Regions from separate parts of the Gossypium hirsutum genome. Here region 1 is linked to region 2. The links are chromatin contacts, called in public Hi-C maps. All regions are on one chromosome and are shown on one strand. Each heading gives the region's core, a stretch centred on a gene start, on an enhancer-like site or on the middle of the called end of the contact. The rest is flanking DNA. Distances are from core to core; before and after follow the strand shown.

Region 1 (5,158 bases), core at 1,586-4,085, 120 kb after region 2:
GAAACCATCGAATTAATGGTAATTTGAATTACGAAATAGATTAACAGTTTAAATAGTTTCTTGGTTTGCACGTGGAAGGAAATTGGGTTCTTTTCTGGGAGCATTTGTGATTTACTTTTGTAATACTTGTTGTAAATCTGTTCATAAGGAACTCATAAATGCTATGGCATTTACAACAATTTTCATAAGTTGTTCATAAGGATGAGGATGCCAAGGTTTTAGGAGTTTTCTAGGAGGATTCACTGCAGTTGAATTTCTGTTAAAAGATACAGCATTCTTTGGAATTTAAACTGGTTGCCTCTGTTTGCTTAAATGGATTGACCTAATGTTTCCCCCTGATTGTTGTAGCTATGGAGAACAGTGCTGTTGCTGCCTTTTAAGCTCATTACAGTATTCTTGCATGAAGCAAGTCATGCAATTGCCTGCAAACTTACCTGTGGTCATGTAAGAAAGCCCTTTCCTTTATCACATGTCATATGAAGGGTTTAAACATGTCTTTAATGTGACCATTAGATTTTGGCTGCATAATTTTTCTACTAACCCATCTTACTGGTTTTAGTCTTTGGATTATGGTCTGCTCAATTATCAATGTTCCTTTATCAACCAACTAGTCTAGTTGAAGTCCTATAGGTGTTATTTGGAGATGTACGTGTAAGAAGTGACTGTATTTTTAATGTGGCAAGCACTTGTTGATGCCCCGGATATGGTAAGAGGCCAAATGAACTTCAAGAGGCTTACATTGACAGATATCACAATTGACATTCCACGTGTTCCCAAGAACAAATGGGTTGATCGAAGCTATGGAGAAGGCTGGTAAGGACAACGATAACATTCACCAGCATTTGTAATGTTGTTTCTTGAAGATATGTTTTCTTTCTTATCACTCTTATGTTAACTTGCAGATGTTAAGAACAAATGGGAAAGTAGCTCGTGGGGTAGAAAGTTGATTGTCCAGAAGAGAAGAGCATCTCTCAACGACTTTGATAGGTTCAAGCTTATGTTGGCTAAGATCAAGGTCAGTTTCCGATACACCCCCTATTGTGTCTACCCGTTTTATACCAAAGTTCTTTTCTTGAAAGCACTTCCTCAAAACATCAATCGAAGCTTGACGAGCTGTAATACGGTTTTGCAGAGGTCTGGAGTCATCAAGCAAGAACTTGCTAAGCTGAAAAAGGAGAATGCATCTTGAATTTGATATTGAATCATGGATTTTTGTTAGTTTTTGTCATCAAACATTCTGCAGGTTGTTCTTTTTTGTAATTTTTTCTTTTATTTACAAATGATTAAAAAGATTAAAGATCAGTTGAGAGATCTTTGTTTGTTATATTACATATTTTATAGTGAGTTTAATAGCAGGATATTGCTTTGCTTGCTGCAATTTTTCTTATCAAAATTCTGGTATTTATTTATATTCCCTTTATAGCATAATGAAAAATAAGACACTTAAGCTGTTTAAGTTTATAAGCTTCAAAATAAAAAGTTTTGATGTATTGTTTAGACAAACTCGAGCTGCTCAAGCTAGATATCGAGTTAATTATCTTACCTTAATTTATGTGTGTATATACTAAGTTTTGCTGAATAAATATTAACCATTCATTCAGATAATTTTCCTATACATATGTATTTGTGTATATAAAATCATGCATTTATAAAGTAATAAAACACTGTCCAATACAACCAAGCATTTGGTTTAAATGATTGATACATGATCAAAAACAAAAAGAATAAGAAACAAAGAATGAGTAACAAACAGTTACATGTTAATTTTAATATTAATTATTTCAAATTATCTTTTATAGTATCATATATTATGATTTGAGTAAATTCATATAAAAATATTAATTATTAAGAATTTTATTAAATTATGATTTGAGTAAATTCATATAAGAATATTGATTATTAAGAATTTTATTAAATTATATATTTTAATTATAATATATTTAATAATAATTATGTTAATTTATATTTTATAGTATCATATATTATGATTTGAGTAAATTCATATAAGAATATTGATTATTAAGAATTTTATTAAATTACATATTTTAATTATAATATATTTAATAATAATTATGTTTAAATATGATTAAATTATTTATTATTGATATTAATAATCTTATTAAAACAATAATCATTTACCAAAATAAATTTATGCTAAGGGTATTCTAGTCATTTTAGTTTTTTCCATTATGCTATTACACCTCTATTCCATTCAACCAAACACAAGATTACTATTACGCCTCTATTCCATTACATTCAACCAAACAGTTGATTTGCTATTACACCTCTATTCCAATACACCTCTAATCCAATACACCTCTAATCCAATACAGCGAACCAAACGCACTCTTAGCTCCACCTCTAATCAAAAAGGCCATAAAGCAATCATAAATGCTATTATGAATTTAAATTCAATAAATATAATTTATTGTTTGTAAAATATTATATGATTTGATTTAAAATGTGATGTTAATAAACTTGTTTGAATTTATTAGTAATTTCTTCTAATGCTTTATGTAACAAATTGAACAAAAATAAAAGTTATTTTAACTAAACAAATAAATTACAAAAACTTGATCTAACTAAACAAATAAAAAAAATTAAAAATGTGTACAATAATGCGTTGCAGAGGGGTAAAGAGGTGAGTTGTGTGATTATGGATGATGGATCAGATTTTGAGTTTCATCTTGATATTCATTTTCAAGCAACAAGTTTGGATCTGGCTTGTACAATGGTAAAATAAAAACAAATTAAACTCACCACTTGAGGGGCTCCTTAGTGAATAATGATGTAATAGATGGGGGGATAAGGTGTATAAGGCTCATCGGGCAAGACGAAGCTGTCAATATCTTTATAATATTGGGCAATATGAATGAAATATCCCCATTGGCCCATCAACATTAAAACTTGAACTCAAAGAATACCAATTCTCACCCAAAGAAGGAGAAACAAAAATCATTGGAATTCCAAGAAAAATATCTCCCTACAAAACAATCAAAACCCAGTTTGTGTTTTCGTTTATGTAAGTTAGTAGTAGCAGCAAATTGAAGACAATGATTGAAGAAGAGAAAAGAAAAGAAGGGAAATGGGAAAGATTGTAACAAAGAGTCATGAGTTGAGAGAAAACAGTTCTTGTGGTGTTGCCGGTGAAGGAGCCAAACACTCTAGAGGAGGTGAGAAAGGTGACAAAATATGTAAAATGTCATTTGGGAAATTGTATTTTAGAAGTTGGATGTGGAAAATAGTTGTAAACTATTTAGAAATGCAACATGAATGATAATTTTTCAAATAAATGGATTTTAGATGTTTATTTAGTAATGAACTATTTTTGGATTTGACAAATCTATGTTCTTTTACCTTTCAAATATAATTAATTTATTTATAATATATGCATTTTATTCTTGCCATTTAGAAATTCATTTTACTGAAAAAGCTACTCAAGCCTTTCTTTTTCCTTTTAAATTAAATAAAAAGGAAAATTTTGTTTTAAAAAATGAAAACATGATAAGAAAGTTAGTTTCTGTTTTCTATAAATAAAATAAAATAAAATATTATAATTATTGATATTTAAATTTTTTTTTAAAAAAAGAATATTTTTTTATTTTTTAAATGAAATTTTGTGTTATCAAATTTTCAGTTTTGCAAAGCATTTTTAGTAAGAAACAATGAAAACAATTTTTTAGTATTTTTTTCATTTTCACATATTTTTATTTTTAAAAATTTTCAACTGAACTAATTTCTTTCAATATTTTTTATTTTCCAATAAAATGAAAATAATCTTTATTACATGAAATCAAATGGAGCCTTAATTTTTTTTCGATTATTATTTTATATTGATGTAATATATTTTTACTCAACTAAATACCAACAAACTAAAAATTTATTTATTTATTTCTTTTTTTATAAATAAGAGTATGGTAGCAAAAACACCCTAAATATGGATTAACAAGATGGAGAAACCTTCAATTCTTTTAATAATTTTGATAAATCAATAATCATAAAGCATCAAGCATAACCTAGTGTCACGAACTGTGGATCAAGACCCGTGACAAATGCACACGGAACGTCCCATGGAGGTCAATTGATCAAATAGAGCTCATTTAGTCCACTTGAATTGGCTTGATTCGTGGAATATATGGAGAAGACCATCTACTTGAAGCATTGGTGGTCCAATGAAACACTTCAATTAAACTAGAGTTACCAAAGTAATTATTATAAATCCTAAGGGATAAGGTGCATAGAGTTTAAATTCCTTAGGACTTTCATCTTGTAGATGGGCACTAATCTCAGTCGTTGATGTAATGTGATCCGTACCATTGGATCTGAGGAAACTCAACTATAAATAGAGGTTTTCCTCCTTATTTATAATCATCCCATTGATAGTTAAAGAATATATTTGAAAGCATTTAAAAAAAACCTTGTGTGCATTGCTTTCTTGTAGCTTTTCAGTTCTTCTGTTGTTCATTTGCTTTTCGTTGCTTCCGCTATCTTTCAATGACTTAGAGAATTTTTGTAAGAATTCTCATCTTTCGAGAGTTAGACTGACTTAGGTGGATTTGAAGCAAAGAAATTACCTAAGATCGCGTCGTTTGCCAGACTTAAGTTCTAGCCCCGTGATAGTTGGTATTAGAGCTAGTGTTTAAAGGCGTTGTTCGAGATGTAGAAAGGAGTAGACAAGCAGGTTAAGTCTATGGAGATCTGTGGGAGGGGCAAGAAAGCGAACAACTTGAGAGATATGTTGTTAGCATTACAAGACAAAATTTTCAAACTTGAGGGATCCATGGGTGATGTGAAGGAGACCCTTGAGAAAGTTGATGGGCGTACCACAAAGCTAGAATCAAGGCAAGACCAACTCAAGGAACAAGTGGTAGATGCCTTCAATGCTAATGTGGATTCGACGCAAAGGGTTTTCAATGCCGCTGTGGGTGAGCTGATTAAGAAGAATGATGATTTCAAGGCAATGGTATCGGTTTTGAAGGAACAAATTAAGGAGCTCAAGGTAGATGTGGACAACTTCTTATTGGGAATGGAGCAATAGTTTAATGCCAAAGGCATTATTGATGATACAACTAAGGTAAATACTATTGCCATGTATTTTACTAACGTCACTTTGTTATGATGGCGTCGTAGGTCTACAAATGAGAGATGATGAGGTATT
Region 2 (4,816 bases), core at 276-2,775:
CATTAACTTCAAAGTACAGATGAAACCTGAACAGGAAAAGTGATGCCTTATCAAGAAAGTGTAAATGTTGGAGAAAAGATCATTTCAATTACCCATATCATCTTCTTCACTTATAATCGACTGCTTTAATACAGACTGATAATTATCAGGCAATTTTGACAGAACAGTTTCTTCAAGATGTTTCCCAATATCACGAATACACCTGAAACCATGAAATCAAATTTTAAAGATAACTTTTCGGATATATTAAGATGCTCATCTATACCCAGAATATGGAGTTTTAAACCAAGTTTGCCAAATAAACTTAATAAATATAATTCAACTCTCAGAGCCTTTTACCTTTCGGTAAACTTTTCCTCTTCTATTGAAAGCCGGTTCCTATAAGTATCCATTTTCCAGATATGAAACATGAATTTCTCAATCTGCACCAACATCATGACCCAGAAATTCAATGAGAAAATATAAGAGATTTCAGGCAGCAATTCATACAGAAATCAGTAAATGGCAGAACCAGAATGGTTCAATTGATCTCAAACTCCGTTCGAAGAATAGTATCATTTTTCAGCTTTCCCAGGAACAACACAAGCTGAAGATAAAACCAAAAGAAAACAGACAGGGAGAATTAGAAGTCCACCTTCTGCAGCCGAACCCGAAGATAAGATCTCAGCAAAAATTGAGCCCTATCCAGGTCCATCTGATACAGTGATGCAATGAGAGGATCATGACCACTTTCTGCAAAGTCGTCTACTGTTTCCTCCTGCAAATTTTTGCACCAATTCAGTCTCAAAGAAAAGGAATAATTTTTCGACAGGACTTCGATTTTTTTTTCATCGAGTTCAAAATCCGGAGAAATTTTGGGCACTAAAGCTGAAATTGCAACTATAGAGTTAAATTCTACCTATTGAGAAAATTGTAAACCTTAATTAATATGTTACAATAGGTTAACTTTCAATTTAATCTCAAAATCAGTTCCTACAAGTATTCAATTAAGATTAACTTCTCTCTTAAATATTAAAAAAAAATCCAGATCGAAAACGTTTCGACATTCCAGTAAATAACGTAAATAGAAGCAAACAAAAAAAAAATAGAAACGTATAATTGAGAATAATTATAGGTTAATCTTTATTTGTCAATGCAGAATTTCCCCAAAAACAAACAGAGAGAGAGGGTTATGTATGAGATTGAGAAATAGTACCATCAACTGGATCTGCTCTTTAGCTCTTTTAACCAGAGCTTCCTCGAAAGGAAGGATCTCAGGAGACGCTTTCTCATTACGCCATGCTCTCTTCAAGAGCTCCACATCGGTCGTCGAAATTAACGTCTCGTAATCATCGATCTGTTCCGCCGACCAGTCTCCGGCACCCGACGCCATTCTATCTCTCTTTTTCTAGGGTTCTGAATCGAATCTAAAATGACTACTTAACCAGAGAAATTTTCAATTTAGACGAAAAAATGCGACCGGAGTTGCCGCCAAAAGCAAAAGAAAAGGATCGAGTGTTTCCAAGACCAGCACATGACGCTTTTGTTCGTGAGTCTAACACCATTGGATTGCCTGGTTAAAAACGGACGGCTTTGATGGCGTCTTATCCACTCAAACGAATAGCCAAAGGGGAATCTCTCTCTTGATAAAGGCTATATCTATTAGATATATAATTATTAATTATTAATACCAATACGGGTATGGATAAACACAGGGATTGTAAAAAAGAAGGAATTGTTGCAAGTATGCTATGCCAAAACTTAAACCTTTCATCCACACGGGTTATTCAACAGGCACTGCCTTTTAGCAACAAAGCCTTAATTCAAGAGACATATGCTATCCATATCAATATAAGTATTGTTGATCAGAATTTCAATATTTCTGATGTGCAGGATCCATTATATGGCAAGCACAGAGCATACTTTATTGTAAACTCTTTATAAACTCATCTGAAACTTTCTAAGAAGAAGATGATTCAGAGAAAAGGAAAAACTTTAGAAAGCCATAAGTAGAAAAACACACTGGATTTTTATAAAACTTCTTTGTGGTTTTTACAATGAGAATACATCCTCCTTTTATAGCTGAAGGAGATGTAATACAACAAAATAATAAACAGTACTTTGGATAAGGATCAGTCATTAAAGCATAAAGTAAACAGTACATAAAGTAAAAACAGGACTGATATCAGACATTATTTGACATAAAGCAAAATACTTTAATTATTTAAAGCAAGATTCCGGACAAGTGGTTTTCAGCTGTTTACATTTGAATGGGGAAGCTGAGCACTATCCATGGAATCTTCACTGCAGCAGGTCATTTCTTCATCTTTTCCTTTTTCTTTTTCATCGTGTAATTCTATCTTAGCAAGACTGATTTGGCTGTATTGCCACGGGTAATCTTGAGACCATTCTGTGGGGTCAAGAATTCCTTCATGATATTCACGGAGAGTCTTTAGGACTGCTTCATGATAAGGTGTGTATGTCCTTGGCCAGGTGTCCCATGGTGCATCAATATCTGGAGGTGGCCATATCTCAAATGGAATAATCCTGTTGAGCTGGCAAAGAAACTTTTGTAATTCCCGATATTGAACATCATCTTTGAAGACTTCATTTTCAAGAGATTTATGGATCCATGAAGTAGGAAAGGAATTGAGCTGGGTTGCTTTTCCACATTTGACAAAGTATTGAGGCTTATGGAAGATTATAATCATATAACTTCCATAATTACCTTTTTTCTGATTGCAATGCTGCTCAATGATCTGGAGCCATTGTGGGAAAGGATGGAACCAACTAAGGAAAGTAAAGAAATTTTGGTGTTCTGGTTCAATGTTTCCTCTGATGGCTTTTTTCAAGTAGTAGAGAAGATCAGGGGTGTCGAACTGTATGGCAATATGGTAAAGATAAGTGAAATACCATAAGAACCATTTTAATTCATTTGGTTGTTCAACAAATTTAAACCTTATTGGGTGTATAAAAGGATAATCTGGATGAATTCCCCAAGGTTTAAGAATAAGTCCCCCAAAATTTTTGAAAACTTGAATCTAGTACTCAAACATCATGTCTCTAGCTTTCTGATGAAAACAATTTTTTTCTACAAGAGAAAAAACTTCTGAAGGGTATTCAGGGTGAAGATTGGGAGTGACAGTGTATGGGGTAGGAGAGGTTGATGATGAGGAATAGGGTCTGTACATCATGATTGATCTAGGCCAAAAAACTCTTTTATAGGCAAAGACTTCTGGATTTTCTTTCGGTCTGGAAAGTAGATCAGCGAGAACATTTTGTTTTCCTGGTATATGTCTAACATCAAAACTGAATTTAGAAAACCATTCTACCCATCTTAAGAGTTGTGGGTGAGGGACAGTTTTCTATTTGAATTTGAGCATTTTTGGGAATGAAGACATATCCATTTCTACTAGAAAATGATAACCCAGAAGATGGAATTTGAATTTTGCCATACCTTTTTTAACTGCAAGAATCTCCTTGAATGTGGAGTGGTAATGAATTTCTGCTTCTGAGAATCTTCCACTCTTGTATCCACAGAGTTGTCTTTTTCCATTTCTTTTTTCAAGCAAGATTGCTCCCCAGTATTTATCACTGGCATCTGTCTGTAAAATTCTCTCTCCATCTGAAGGGATTTGTAGTGGAGGTAAATCCTGGGTAATTTCCTTCAATCTTTGGAGAGCTTTTGTCTGAGAAGAAGACAATGGAGGAGGGTCTTTTTTGAGTAGCTTTTGCAGAGGATTAATATACTTAGAAACTTTAGGAATAAAATCTCTAAGATAGTTAACAATTCCAATGAATTGTTGGATCTGCTTAAAGGACGAATCTTTTGAAGGGAATTTGAGGATTTCTTGAGCAATGTGTGGTACTGGAGAGTATTTTCCATGAGAAATTGGATTTCTGATTTGTTGGTTTGCATCTTTCTTTCTGACAGCATTATCCCATATTTGAAAATAAGGGATTTGAATTCTTCAAAGAATTGTGCATGAGAATTTTCATCTTTGCTGTAGAGTAGGATGTCATCAATGAATACTAAAGCATTTTCCATCAAAGGATGGAAGATCTTTATCATCGCTTTCTGGAATAGAGATGGAGCAGTTTTTAGCCCAAACGGCATGACTTTCCACTGAAAATGTCCATTAGGAATACAAAATCCTGTTTTTGGTCTGTCATCAGGATAGATTCCTAATTGCCAAAAACCTGCCTTGAGGTCAAACTTGGAGAAAACTCTTGCTTTGGCTAAACTTGAGAAGAGTAGTTCTTTCTTTGGAAGAGGAAATTTGTCATCTTGAAGGAAATAATTAAGAGGCTGATAATTAATTACCAGTCTTAACTTTCCTCTGATATATTCAGATTTTTTGTTTACATAAAAAGCTTCACATGCCCATTGAGATTCAGAGGGTTCAATCAAATCTTGATGCTGTAATTCTTTACATTCTTCTTCTGCTAGCATCAGATGATCTGGACTTATTCCTTGGTGGCTGGCTTTTGTTGGGTTGATGTCTTCATTTTTCTTGAAAAGAAGTTTAATGAAGAAATCTGGGTTTTTCCACAAAGGATTTGGACATTTATTCAGGAATTCAGAATGAGATTCTATACAAGATCGAGCTTTTAATTCCTGGGTAGTGTGAAGAATTTTTTCAAATTGGATGACAAAGAGTTTTGGGATTCTGACAAAAGGATGGAAAAGATTTTTGAATCTTATTCCTTCAGGGAGTATTCTAAGATGCTGGGCTTTTTTGTAGAGATCAAAACCTACTACAATATCTTTTCCAGGGAGTTTTGATCCCAATGCTGTAGTTTTTATACAACAGCCTGGGAAGAATTGGATAGTAAT

What was found. A called contact is a pair of places that touch in the nucleus more often than the background predicts.
Region 1: a Hi-C map of leaf shows a contact between it and region 2, with 2.2 times the contacts expected there. The contact joins the enhancer-like site here to the promoter of LOC107896602 in region 2. A contact is called at or near these places in 18 of 34 Hi-C or Micro-C datasets (anther, callus, cotyledon and 5 more).

What each region holds. Positions count from the first base shown.
Region 1 is chrA10:101,766,621-101,771,778 of Gossypium_hirsutum_v2.1, forward strand. It overlaps the pseudogene LOC121208058. Among protein-coding and RNA genes, the nearest start is that of LOC121208701, 13 kb to the left of the region's middle. Within about 2 kb of position 2,836, at least 1 of the 9 cell types and tissues checked has an H3K27ac peak or open chromatin away from gene starts, as enhancers often do. A contact at or near this core is called in leaf, where this site is marked.
Region 2 is chrA10:101,643,765-101,648,580 of Gossypium_hirsutum_v2.1, forward strand. It overlaps LOC107896602 (DNA replication complex GINS protein SLD5), which reads right to left and starts at 1,526. Exons shown (of 6, transcript XM_016821805.2): 1 at 1,196-1,526; 2 at 635-757; 3 at 340-422; 4 at 93-202. The coding sequence starts at 1,372.